Linked DNA regions of Mus musculus: region 2 is linked to region 1. The links are chromatin contacts, called in public Hi-C maps. All regions are on one chromosome and are shown on one strand. Each heading gives the region's core, a stretch centred on a gene start, on an enhancer-like site or on the middle of the called end of the contact. The rest is flanking DNA. Distances are from core to core; before and after follow the strand shown.

Region 1 (6,300 bases), core at 1,018-3,517:
CAGGCCATTGCCAGAACACAGATTGTGAGGCAGATACGCCAGAGGAGTTTGGTGATTTCCAAGTTCTCCAGGAACATAGCATTTCATTATTTTATACTATTTATCAATTAAACATTTAAGTTTATTAAGCTGTAATAAAGTAAAGAATTAAATGTGCATTGGATTCTACCAAATTACAAAAATTAAAGGCTTTGTTTATTTAGGAAGTTACTATATATATATTTGGTTTTTCGAGACAGGGTTTCTCTGTATAGCCCTGGCTGTCCTGAAACTTACTTTGTAGACCAGGCTGGCCTCAAACTCAGAAATCTGCCTGCCTTTGCTTCCCAAGTGCTGGGATTAAAGTTTTTTTTGTTGTTGTTGTTTTTGTTTTCATATTACCCAATTACAGTTAGAGCAAAGCCTAGAAGCTGATTCTGGCTTCTGATTACTCTGAGAAACTTGAGGCTGAAGTATCTCTTTTTGAGTGGGATAAGTGGGCGACACTGTCTGTGTCAATTTCCTAATAGCAGTGCAAATTGTCTATGGGCAGGGTGATGGAACTTCTGTCTTGGCTCAACAGAACACAAAGCCATTATTTGTGAGAGCAGTGACGTTTATAGAAAGGCCGTTGTATTGCTGCTATCTTTCAGAACTGTAGACAAGTGGTAATTGCTCGTTTTTCGCACCAGGCACGGGTGTGGATGGGTCACTCCTTGTCACTGGCATGCCTCAGCTGAGTCTAATTCTTAAGGTTGGTACAGTGTGCTACTTTTGATTATGAGAAAAGAGCTAAGCCAGATGAGCTAATATGGACTGGGTGTGGCTTTAAGCAGCAACAGCTTGTTCTAGAGAATCTCATTTGCCAAGGACTTTTAAATTCTTTTTACATTCCAAATGTTGACCCTCTTCCCAGTTTCCCCCACACACAAGTCCCCATCCCCTCCTCCCTCCCCCTGCCTCTATGAGGGTGCTCCCCCACCTGCCCACCCACTCCTGCATCAATGCCCTAGTGTTCCCCTATCCTGGGTCATCAAGCCTCCTCAAGACCAATGGGCTCCCCTCCCAGTAATGCCAGATAAGGCAATCCTCTGCTACATATCTAGCTGGAGCCATGATACCTCCATGTGTACTCTTTAGTTGGTGGTTTAGTCCTTGGGAGCTTTAGGGGGTCTGGTTGGTTGATATTGGTGCTCTTCCTATGAAGTTGCAAACCCCTTCAGCTCCTACAGTCCTTGCCCTAACTTCTCCATTGGGGTCCCTACACTCAGTCCAATGTTTGAATCTGTACATCTGCATCTGTATTGGTCTGGCTCTGGCAGAGCCTCTCAGGGGACAACTATACTAGGCTCCTGTCAGCAAGCACTTCTTGGCATCAGCAATAATGTCTGGGTTTGATGTCAGCAGATGAGTTGCATCCCTAGGTGGGGCAGTCTCTTGATGACCTTTCTTTCAGTTTCTGCTCCACTTTTTCTCCCTGCATTTCGTTTTGAGAGGAGGAATTCTGGATTAATATTTTTGAGGTGGGTGGGTGGCCCTATCCCTTAGCTAGGGGCCATGCCTGTCCATTGGATATGGGGTCTACAGGTTCTATCTCCCCTTTGTTGGGTATTTGAGTTAATGTTCTCCCTTTTGGGTCCTGGGAACCTCTTGGGTCCCTGACATCTGGGACTTCCTAGTGGCTACTCCCAATTCCCCTTCCCCCACTGCTACACAGCTACTTTCAAACTCCTGACCCTCTGTACTTCTCCCCCATCTCCTCCCATATCTGAACTGCCCTTCCTTTTCCCTGCCCCTCCTCTCTCCCTTCTAGATCTCTCTCTCCCTCTACTTCCCAGAGATTATTCTTTTCCCCCTACTGAGTAGGGCTGACATTTCAATACTTGTTTCTCAGAAGTCAGGAGACTACACTACTGGGAGAAGTTAAACTTTTGCCTATAATGCCATTCTCTTTAAGGATTCTTATGCTAATAGAAAACTTTATTGGAATTAAGTAGTTAAGTGTAAATGTCTATGGACTTGGCCTCTATTGATTTATTTGATGTCTTCTATGTTGGATATAAAAGCTCAACTTGGCAAGTTAGAGGGTTTGGCACGCCCTGCTAGCAAACAAGCTGTGCCCCAACAAAAATCCACCCCCAAGTTACAGAGGCTCAGTTCTGAACCAGTACGAAATGAGATCCGGGCTAAGAGTGTAAGCTGGGTGCTGATTGGCTGTGTCTGGCAATCAGGATACATAAAAGGCAAGCACTAAAGTATCTGGGAAGGTTGATACCATTCCTGACCTAGCAAACCTGTGTGGTCCTGAGACACTTCAGTACTATGAGTGGGTGCCCGTTTGCAGGAAACAGTGTAGGGTGAGTGTTTATCTCTGTTTATATGGAAGGGAACTTTCCAGCCTTAGCCTATAAACAGTCAAATTCCTGGACTTAAAAGTTAATTCCTTGCTTCTTATTAGTCTGTTAATTTATTAATAAACCAGACAGAATTAGAAACAGAGTTGTACTTTCTTATTTTATGGGCACTCTGCTTTTGGTTTTTTTGTTTGTTTGTTTTAATTTTTTGTGTCATTCACTCAAAATGCAGATACACTTTGAAAAACGTATCTATGGAGGACAATGAAGAAGACAGAGCTCAAACTGGTGTAAACAGAGCCAGCAAAGGAGGACTTATCTATGGCAATTACTTGCAGGTAGGTGCTGGCAACCAACCCCTCGCTGGCTTTAGCTGCTGTCATCAGCCACTAAATTGTCTCTAAATGGTCTTTCACTTGACTGTATTTTTTTTTTTTCAATCACCAGTAGTTTTCTGAACCTTCGGACCTTTCTATTCGTAGATATCTGTGCCTATTCAAATCTGCTATGGCACGTTGAGTGGTGAAATGTTCCTTCCTAGAAGAGGCTCTGCAACAGCAGAAAGTTCTGTATCTGGACAGGAGATTGTGAAAGATAAAGCACAGGGCAGATAGCAGACGGGCTGTGCTCAGCACATGTGAAAAGATGGGGGTCAGAACCCCAAATCCCCATCGGAAATCTGCAAATTCCACATTACAATGTAGAAATGTTAAAGGTACACAGAACCTTCTCAAAACCATTAGGAAATAAAAGACAGCTTTCCATTGGGAATTGGGAGGTGATTATGGTTCGCTTTCAGATTAAAAATTTAAGGTGGGAAATGGTTAAAGTTCTCGTGCTTCTTTGGTAGTTTTGTAAGGATGAAGTGATAATGAATGTAAAACCCGCCAGAAGCCTTTGAGTAGGAGGAAAGAAAAGTATTGCAGACTTGAAGCAAACGGTTGGCTTCCCACCATACTGTCCTGAGAACACTGGCATTTGAGAGGACAGTGCTGTCTCACTGAGGATTTTGGAGAAGAACGGCAACTACAATTATTCTTAAAATCGCAAATTTAACCTACTTTTTGTTGTTGATGATGAAACTCATTTACTGTTTTTTTTTTTTTTTTTTTTAAAGACCGATCACAGTTTGAAAGGACTTGACTCAGGGGTACTTTTTCCAGAATTGTAGTCTGCTTCTTGTTAATGTCTGTGTGCACAACCCTAGAGCTGAAATCTTAAGATCCATCTTCTCATTTTCTTATTTAAAGTTGGAAAAGATTTTGAATGCGCAAGAACTTCAGAGTGAAGTAAAAGGGAACAAAATCCATGACGAGCACCTATTCATCATAACTCATCAAGGTGAGCTTTGAGGGTGAGCAACGAGGAGTGAGTGTTGCAATTATCCGTCACCAATAGTGCAAATGTGTCTTTATCTGTAAGGTCATAAAAGACTGAGAAACTGTCCATAGATACTCATGAGAATATTTTGTGTCACATAAAATTTCGCAGGACCCTCTCTGGCCTTTTGTCCTTATCTTTGTGGTCCGTTCAGTGGACAAAAGATTATACTAGTCTCCTAGCTTTGTCCTTAATTCAAGAGAGACCTTTCAGCTCTCAAAATTTCACAAAGGATTTGCAAGCTAAAATGCCACTTTTTTTCATGGAGCACTGAAAACCCTGCATTATAGGATTATTTTTTAAATATTTTTTACAAATTCATGTAATTTTATAAAAATGGAATATTAGGCAAAAATGTATAGTTTTTATATTTGGCAATATTTTTCAGATTCCTTATTTTTGCATAATGGCATTCAGGCAAGCAGTCTGTGTTTTCAGAAGGGCCTTGTTCTCCAAGATATCATGAACAGTTTCACACATGATAAGAGTGCCTGCTGTGTGGTTGTCAAGTTCCTTGTGACTCTGTGTATTTGTCCAGGAGCTCTCCTCTATTCTACACACTCAGATTTTTTTTTTCCTTTTGATGAGTTCTTGTCCTTTGTCCAAATGAGTTCTTACTTCCCTCAGTTACATCAGAAACCCTTTTAGTTAAGAAATGAATGGTTGGAAAGAATAAGCACATTGTATTATGCCTGTCTTTCATTTGTTTGTTTGTTTTTTCATTTTTGTTGGGTTGTACTAAAGCAAAATCAGTAAGAGAGGAATCCTGGATAATCAGCATAAATGGAGCTCAAAGCAAAATTTGAATGGCATCTCTACTGTGGCAAATTACATAATCTTAGTAAGATTACTTAGACTTAAGACCTCCTACACCAAATGAGGAGTTATTCATTATTCATACTTGTTTCCATACCAATGAGATGAAATAATTCTCAGTAAACACTGAGAGTTTAACACACAGTAAGCTTCTAACAGACCGTAGTCACCATGATTTAATTGTCTTCTGCACTTTAGTTACAGTATGCTGAGAGTGGCTCATAGAACTACCCAGAGGAAGTTAGCCCTGGAAAGAGACATGCAAAATACTTAGCAAGCATTTGATTTGTTCATTACCTAAATATAAAAATTAGAACTCCTCCAAATATTAACCGTAACTGAAAAATTATAGTTGAGCTTACTGTCTTGATTATCAGAGATACAGGCTTTATCTATTAAATGGTACCACATGTAGTACACCGGAGATATCAGATTATTAGCCCTTAAGCTCATCTACTTATTACACTGATGACTTTATTTGCTAACTCATTACATATACAGTCAGCGCCAAGCATTGTGCTGGTTACTGAAGGAAAACCTAGGCAACTGAGATGAAATTTCTTCTTTTGTGGGGTTTATACACTTCAGTGAAGGACAAACGAGTGGAAAAGAATCATTTCACTTTCCATGAGCAGTCTGGAAACACAGTGAATCAAACTGTCTTCCCATGTCTGTCATGTTCTTACTGTAAATCTTCATAGTGTGAAACAAGCTCGCACTTACAGAAAGATTACACTTTGGTCACTGTACAGAGGGCTTAGATAACTGACACTGAAGCACATTCGGTTCCTTATCCCAAAGGATATTTTCATTCATCTGATATTTTGGCCTTCACCATGTACTTTCTCCTTTGCTGGGTTGTAGGAATTTTCAGTACCAGTTGTATTGTTTCGTGGCCCCGTGGAAGATAAAAGTAAACTCTCAGGAACAAACTCCCCTTATGTTCTTCAGAGAAAATGCTCTTACAGAATTCTGGCTTAAGGGGGCCTTGAGCTGAAGCAGGAATTCTCAGACTGGTTGACTCACTTAGAAGACAGGGGCCTTTGAACTCATAATGTGACTAGCATGAGACTTCAGAGAGCTGTCTGCTCTTTCTTCTGGTTTGAGACCACAGGCCCCAGAATTGTTCAAATAAAGCCGGAGAGATAGCTCAGCAGTTAAGAGCACTGACTGCTCTTCCAGAGGTCCTGAGTTCAATTCCCAGCAGCCACATGGTGGCTCACAACCAACTGTTACAGTATCTGATACCCTCTTCTGATGTGTCTGAAACAGCTACAGTGTACACACACACACACACACACACACACACACACACACACACACCATATATATATATATGCCAAACTCAACAAATCCCAAGCAAGCAAGCAAGCAAACAACAGCAGTAACAAAACACTACTTTAAAATATAAGACCTTACAATTTTCATCTAGGTGGGAAATTGTTCATCTCTGTGGAGGGGTAACACTAAGGAGTATGTATCTGAGCAAGAAGTGAGAATGGGCTATCCTAAAAGATTCAAAGAAATATGTTCCTAAGGACGGAACACTGTAATAATAATGTATATACCAGTTAAAGTTAAATATACAGTATATTAGAAATTTAAAAATTAGAGATGATTAAAATACTAATTTCTAACATAAATGAGTTCATGCTCACATTTATTATTTTTAAAGTTAATTTTTTTATTTGTTAGATGTATCTGTCCTTTAATTATAGTCAAAGGGATACTTTCTAACTGGCTTTTTAAATTTTACAGCTTATGAACTTTG
Region 2 (6,300 bases), core at 1,364-3,863, 48 kb before region 1:
CCTGAAACCCAGTGTGCTAAAGCCCCACAAATCATAATGTAAATCAACAGTATCTTCTAGATGTGGCTAAATCAGATGTTAAAAAGGTTGTGCATCTCTACTCAGGCAAGTGGAGGTTTTTTAACAAATATGGCAGGTGGATTTTCCCTAAGTTTCCACTGCTGCTGCCTCTGCCATTACAACCCTCTTCCTCCTCCCTACCCCCTCCTTCATGCCATTCCTTTCTTTTCTGCTCCCTTCTCCTCCTCTTTAGCTCTGCCCCCTCTACCCCCTCCCTTCCTCTTCTCTTCTTTCCTTCCATTTTTGGTTAAGGTTTTTATTTTAGCTCACATATTGAGATATAGCCCACCATAGCGTTGAAGTCACGGCAGCAGGACTTTAAAACCCTGGGATAATTTGCACCTCCTGTCAGGAAGCAGAAAGATGAGAATGTTGCTGTTCAGCTTTCTGGTTCTATTCTTATAATTATCTTTCATTTATCCATTGACAATCTCATACATGCATACAGCGTGTCTTAATCATATCTACCTCTATTTCACCCTCCCTTCCCTTTCCACCCCAAGCATGTCCCCTCTAACTTTCATGTTCTCTTTTGAATTTATTTTGTTGTGACCCGCTGAGTTCCGTGAGAGCTGCCTGCTGGGATGTTGACTTGGCCTTGTCTAGGTGTTGTGTAAGTCATCATAACGATGGTGAGCTCATGAGTGCAATGATCATTTCATGTGCTAAAGACAGCGTTTCCCTCTATTCCTTCCTACCCTCTGGCTCTTCCTGCCTGGCTCCTCTCTCACAACCTCCTCTGAGCCTTGGAGAGTGAGCGAGATGAAATAGATGTCACATTTAGTGCTGCGCTATCAACAGTCCATTATAACAGCACCTTGATAAGAGCTATGAGTCTCTGTGCAGCTTCCCACAGCAAAAGAGGTTCCTTTGCCCAAGACTGGAAGTACCTCTAATCTATGGGTATAAACAGAATTAAAAATGATAAGCCTGGCATGGTGGCGCACGCCCTTAATCCCAGCACTCGTGAGGCAGAGGCAGGCAGATTTCTGCGTTCGAGGCCACTCTGATCTACAAAGTGAGTTCCAGGACAGGCAGGGCTATACAGAGAAACCCTGTCTCTAAAAGCCAAAAAAAAAAAGATAAGAATACTCGACTCAATGAATGCAAATATGAAGGAAATAATCCAAATTATTGCTGTTCATTTAATTTCATTCTTTTTTTTTCTTTAGTTTTTTATTTATTTGTTGTATGTAAGTGTTCTGCCTGCATGTATGCCTGCAAGCCAGAAGGAGGCACCGGATCTCATTATAGATGATTGTGAGCTATCTTGTGATTACTGAGAATTGAACTCAGGACTGTTTGGAAGAGCAGCCAGTGCTCTTAACCTCTGAGTCATCTCTCCAGCTGTTTGGAAGAGCAGCCAGTGCTCTTAACTTCTGAGCCATCTCTCCATTTCATTTCATTCTTAGTTTGAAGTTGCCATTTTTGGAAACCTTTAATATTCAAAAGAGAAAGTGGAGATTACCTGCATAAAGTTTTCTATGTTAAATTTTACATAAAGTATATCCAAGTATCTGGCTAGATTTGCAGATCCATTGTTTTAGTGCAAGTAAAGGTTCCCTATTGCTCGCACGTTTTACATTTAGATGCAGACAATTTAAATTGCGATCGAAGAAGCTGGGGGACATTTATCAGAAAATGCATATGTTCAAAAGTCAGAGAAATTTAGACATTTCCATGAGAAGGAGATTATTCAGAAAATAGGAGAAATGAATGAAACATTGAAGTGCATACTGCCCCAGCAAACTAGCCTGCATAACTATGTTTAAGAAATAGCTAAACATGGTGCTTAGGACATGGTGTGATTGGTTTGTAAGAGATCATAAGGCAGTGATGTGTATTGAATTAAGAGTAAACACACACACACACACACACACACACACACACGTAGAATTCTTAAAAGAATTGCTTTCCTGGCCCTGGTGTTCCCCTGTACTGGGGCATATAAAGTTTGCAAGAACAAGGGGCCTCTCTTCCCAATGATGGAGTGAGTGGGTAGGGGAGCAGAGTGGAGGGAGGGTATAGGGGACTTTTGGGATAGCATTTGAAATGTAAATGAAGAAAATATCTAATAAAAAATTTAAAAAAAGAATTGCTTTCCAGCATTGTACCCCATGACATAATTAGCTAAGGAGCAATGTAGAGTCCTTAAGAGATTGTTATCATTCCAGGGATGAAGTCACAGGATAGGAGGTGGTGGAGGAGAAGACGTGAGAAATGATGGAGATTCTTTAAGAGTGACAGTAAAGTCCTGTGCTCAAGCAGCTAGTGTGTCCCACAAGGCTTGGTTATAACTGCCCCAGGTATTTCTTGCTTCTTAACCTGCAGCGTTAACTTAGCTATTAGCTCTGATAACCAACTCTACCAGCTCCTCACCTTCCAACTTCTGTTTGGATTTTCAGAAGTGGCCTTTGCTTCTTGGTAACACTAAGCTCACTGGTTTATTTATAAGTACTACCTCATTGAATTTCAGCAATAACTATGGCAAGTCATATGCCAACTTCTGAACAGAGACTATTCAGCATTTGTATCTAATTCCTGCCTCCCCAACATCGCTTTTGTGTCACTGTTACAAAACTCCTCTGGCGGTGGGAGGTGAAGAGTGTTCTGTACTCTAGCTGAGATTCTGCAGGATCTAAAAAGGGAGTCCCTTGCAAAGTTACTGCGACTGTCACAATGACCTTGTCAGCTTTCTCTCTCTGCCATGCTTTTTCAACCCTTGAATAGACCAGTTTTAGCATTTTTCTCCAGTGTTCCTATTATTCATCTTGTTTTCTAGTCATACAAGTTCTTCCATGTGTGAACTAAGATGTTTTGACCTTTATTTATTTGCACATATGACTCCTGCTGAGAAGGTAACCTACAGACTTCGGATGTTATATGGTCTATCACTTATTGATAAGAAGGGGCTTGGCGCTTGATTTTATATTCCTATCTGCTCCTGTTTGGGTCAAAACTACATGATTTGGGGGTGGCTCGTCGCTGTAATCATTCACCAGGGTTGCTCACACCACAGATTTCACAACGTTCTAGGAGGTTATTCAACTTTTCTCCAGGTAACATTTAAAACTTTCATTTTCAAGGACAAATATTTCATCCTCTCACCACTAATTCCCAAATAGATATCACTCCTACATTGAGATGCCAGCAGAACTGTCTGGATGCTGAGAACCAGTGTAAAGAGTTGGTCACCAATGTTCATTCGGAACAGTATCTTCCATGTCACGGTGTGTTAGTTCTCAGAACTTTGCTCTCTTGGTTACCTAGCAAGAAAGTGTGAAGGTGCCATGTGGTCAGGCAGGAAAGGCATCCAAAAAAAACAATGGAAAGAACGGGGAACTAGATCCATTTCGTTCCTGCTGAAGACTGATCGCAGGCCCTCAGACATAGTAAGCACAGGCTAACTGAACCAACAGCACTATTGTTCAGTGTATTAAAGAAAGCGTTGTAGCAATTCACCATCGAAGGAAGATTCTGAGTTGAAAGTAGGTGATTGCTTAAAGCATAATCAGTGGAATGGTTGAGTTTCTGTCGAGATTAAATAAACACATAGAAGTAGCTGGAGGAAAATGCTGAAGTGCTGTGTAGTCCCCTCTATAACACAGATCCAGTCCATTTTCAAGTACACTTAATTTATGAATCTGCCTGTACAGAAAATACAGACTCCTGCCCCCTCAAGTCAGTTACAATAAAGCCATCCAGAAGAAAGAAGAAAAGTACTATGGTTTAATGAAAGTAAAAATTCTGAGATAGTTCACAAAGCATGAATTATGTCTGCTAAATGGACAATTGTCTTGAGTACCTCTTGTTCTACCTTGGTTTTCTTCCTATGATAACAATACCATCATGAAAATAAACTAAAGAAAGGTTTATTTGACTTAAAATTCCAGATCACAGTCCACTTCTGAGTGGAAGTCAAGGCAGTACAACTTGAGGAATTGCATCTGCAGTTAAGAACAGCCAGAGCATAGGCAGCCATCTGAGTCCTGGCTTGCCTGCTTGCTGATTTAAGTAGCTTCCTTCACTCTCATGCAGTTCAGGGCTCTCCCTATGGAAGAGTGCTGCCTACACTGAGTTAAGTCCATTGCAAATCAAGATAATCCCCACAGATATGCCCATGAGCCAACCTGAGCTATGTAATTCTTCAACTGAGGCTCTATTCCAGTGACTCTCAACCTTCTTAATGCTGTGACTCTTAAATATAGTTTCTCATGATGTTGTGAACCCCCAACCATAAAATTATTCACACTGCTACTTCATAACTGTGCTTTTGCTACTGTTATGATGATAATGTAAATATTTGTATTGCCCAGTGATCTTAGGTGACACCTGTGAAAGGGTCATTTGACCAAACAAAAGGGGTTGTGACCCACAGTTAAGAATGGCTGCTCTATTTCCAGGTGTCTCAAGGATGTGGCAGGTAGACATTAAAAAAATTAATCACAACCATATACAGTTAATTGGGTGCAATTAATCTACATATGTAAAGATTTTTCCATTAATTATTATAAGAAGATTAAAATATGCCTACCATGTAATTGTTACTACTTTAAGTTTTGAAGCTACAATAGAAAAAATAGACAATACAGAACATTTTAAACAGACAGAAAAGTGTGTGTACAGAAATGGGAATCTTCAATGATTTTTATTAGACTTTCCAAACTGTGACATAAAGTCTCATAACAGTGAATAAGCGATTATAATTAAATGTAGTATGAAAAGAAAACCAACACTTTTATTTTAATAGAATATTCACATTCTTTTAAACTGCCTGAGGTGGAGAAGTCCGCTGTATCGTTTCAAGTATTTTCAGCAAAAAGAAAATGAGTACCCAGTAGAAATTGGTGAAAAAATATTCAATAATTTCTATAATTGTAATCAAACTAGCTCCACAGAACAGTCCCAGCTGACCGCCAACATCTGCTGTAATAAAAATTCATAAAGAAATTACATTTTATACAACAAAAAGTAAATATTATTAGCATATATAATATTTGAATCCAATAGTTTTATTACAACTGATGTGATGATACATAAATTATATTATTTTCAAGTTTAGTTTAAACAAAATAATACACACTAGTAATATGAAATAATAATATTCACACAAATCATTTCCAAAAGGAGATGATATAAAACTATTTCCAATAATTGATTTAAACTTTGGAAGACTAGAATTCTTTGGAATTCTAGAATTAACTACAATGTAATGTGCACTCATAAAATGCTAAGCAGAACTGGAAATTGGTACCAAATGGCCTTACATGGATTATGCTGTTTTCCAAGAAGATAAATTTCATGCATGTGACCCTGCTAGTATCCTAATTATATTTTATATTAAATATTAAAATGGTTCATTTAACCAAAATATATATTTATAGCACTGCATTTTAAAACATGTTTTTAACTTACATCGAAACTCACAACATTTACATCTGAACAATTTGTAAGTGTGTGCTTCTAAGGCACTAAGGACACTCAGTTTTTGGTCTTCATCATGACCATCTCTAAAACCTTTCCATGTTCTCCAGAAAAACTCTGTTGAAAATAACCTCCGAATTCCCTCCATCCTCAAGAACCCAGCCTTCTCCCTTTTGCTTTACCCCATAGATGTTCCTGTTCTAGTACTACCTTCTAAAGAAGATTACATTATTAATCATCTGCTTGGACTCATCTTTAGAAAAATGGTGTTTGCTAAATGCACTGTGGAAGTCTGTTTTCTGCCAGAGATTTGATGAATTTGGATAATACCTCACTATCCAACTCTCAACTGCTTGATCTGACTAGACTTATGCCTACATCTAATGCTCTCCTCTGATTCCTGTGTGCCTTCCTCGAGTGTGTAACTGCATCTAGAAAATCAGTAGTTTGTTAAAGATTCTGTGCTGCAATAGCAGAAGCTAAGAGCAGCTGTAAAGGAAATGAATAATATTGCGTGCTTAGGACCATTTTACTTTTCCCTGTGATGAAACCCTCTGTGGAAGTTTGAGGTAAAGTACTGTAGAGTAGTTACATAGGATATGTATGTGTGTGTGTGTATGTGTGTATAACTGTGGACACACACACACACACAACACACATATGTATACATGTGGAGATACACACACACACACACACACACACACACACATATATATATATCATGATAGGCAGATTGAAGGGAAAGCAACTGCGAGTGAAACTCAAGATCCACATCTTTTTTGGTAAATTCCTGTGGGGTGGGGTCACAGTGACCAG

What was found. Hi-C and Micro-C count contacts between places; a contact is called where the count stands out from the background.
Region 2: a Hi-C map of liver shows a contact between it and region 1, with 3 times the contacts expected there. The contact joins the enhancer-like site here to the promoter of Tdo2 in region 1. A contact is called at or near these places in 3 of 39 promoter capture datasets (liver and macrophages), 5 of 484 Hi-C or Micro-C datasets (liver and nephron progenitors) and 3 of 9 other capture datasets (adipose tissue, liver and pancreatic islet).

The regions. Positions count from the first base shown.
Region 1 is chr3:81,971,695-81,977,994 of GRCm38.p6, reverse strand. Tdo2 (tryptophan 2,3-dioxygenase) reads left to right here and starts at 2,267. Exons shown (of 12, transcript NM_019911.2): 1 at 2,267-2,336; 2 at 2,566-2,671; 3 at 3,584-3,674; 4 at 6,288-6,300. The coding sequence starts at 2,302.
Region 2 is chr3:82,019,619-82,025,918 of GRCm38.p6, reverse strand. It overlaps Asic5 (acid-sensing (proton-gated) ion channel family member 5), which reads right to left. Exons shown (of 10, transcript NM_021370.2): 10 at 4,686-4,986. The coding sequence ends at 4,826. Among named protein-coding and RNA genes, the nearest start is that of Asic5, 26 kb to the right of the region's middle. Within about 2 kb of position 2,613, at least 7 of the 459 cell types and tissues checked have an H3K27ac peak or open chromatin away from gene starts, as enhancers often do. A contact at or near this core is called in liver, where this site is marked.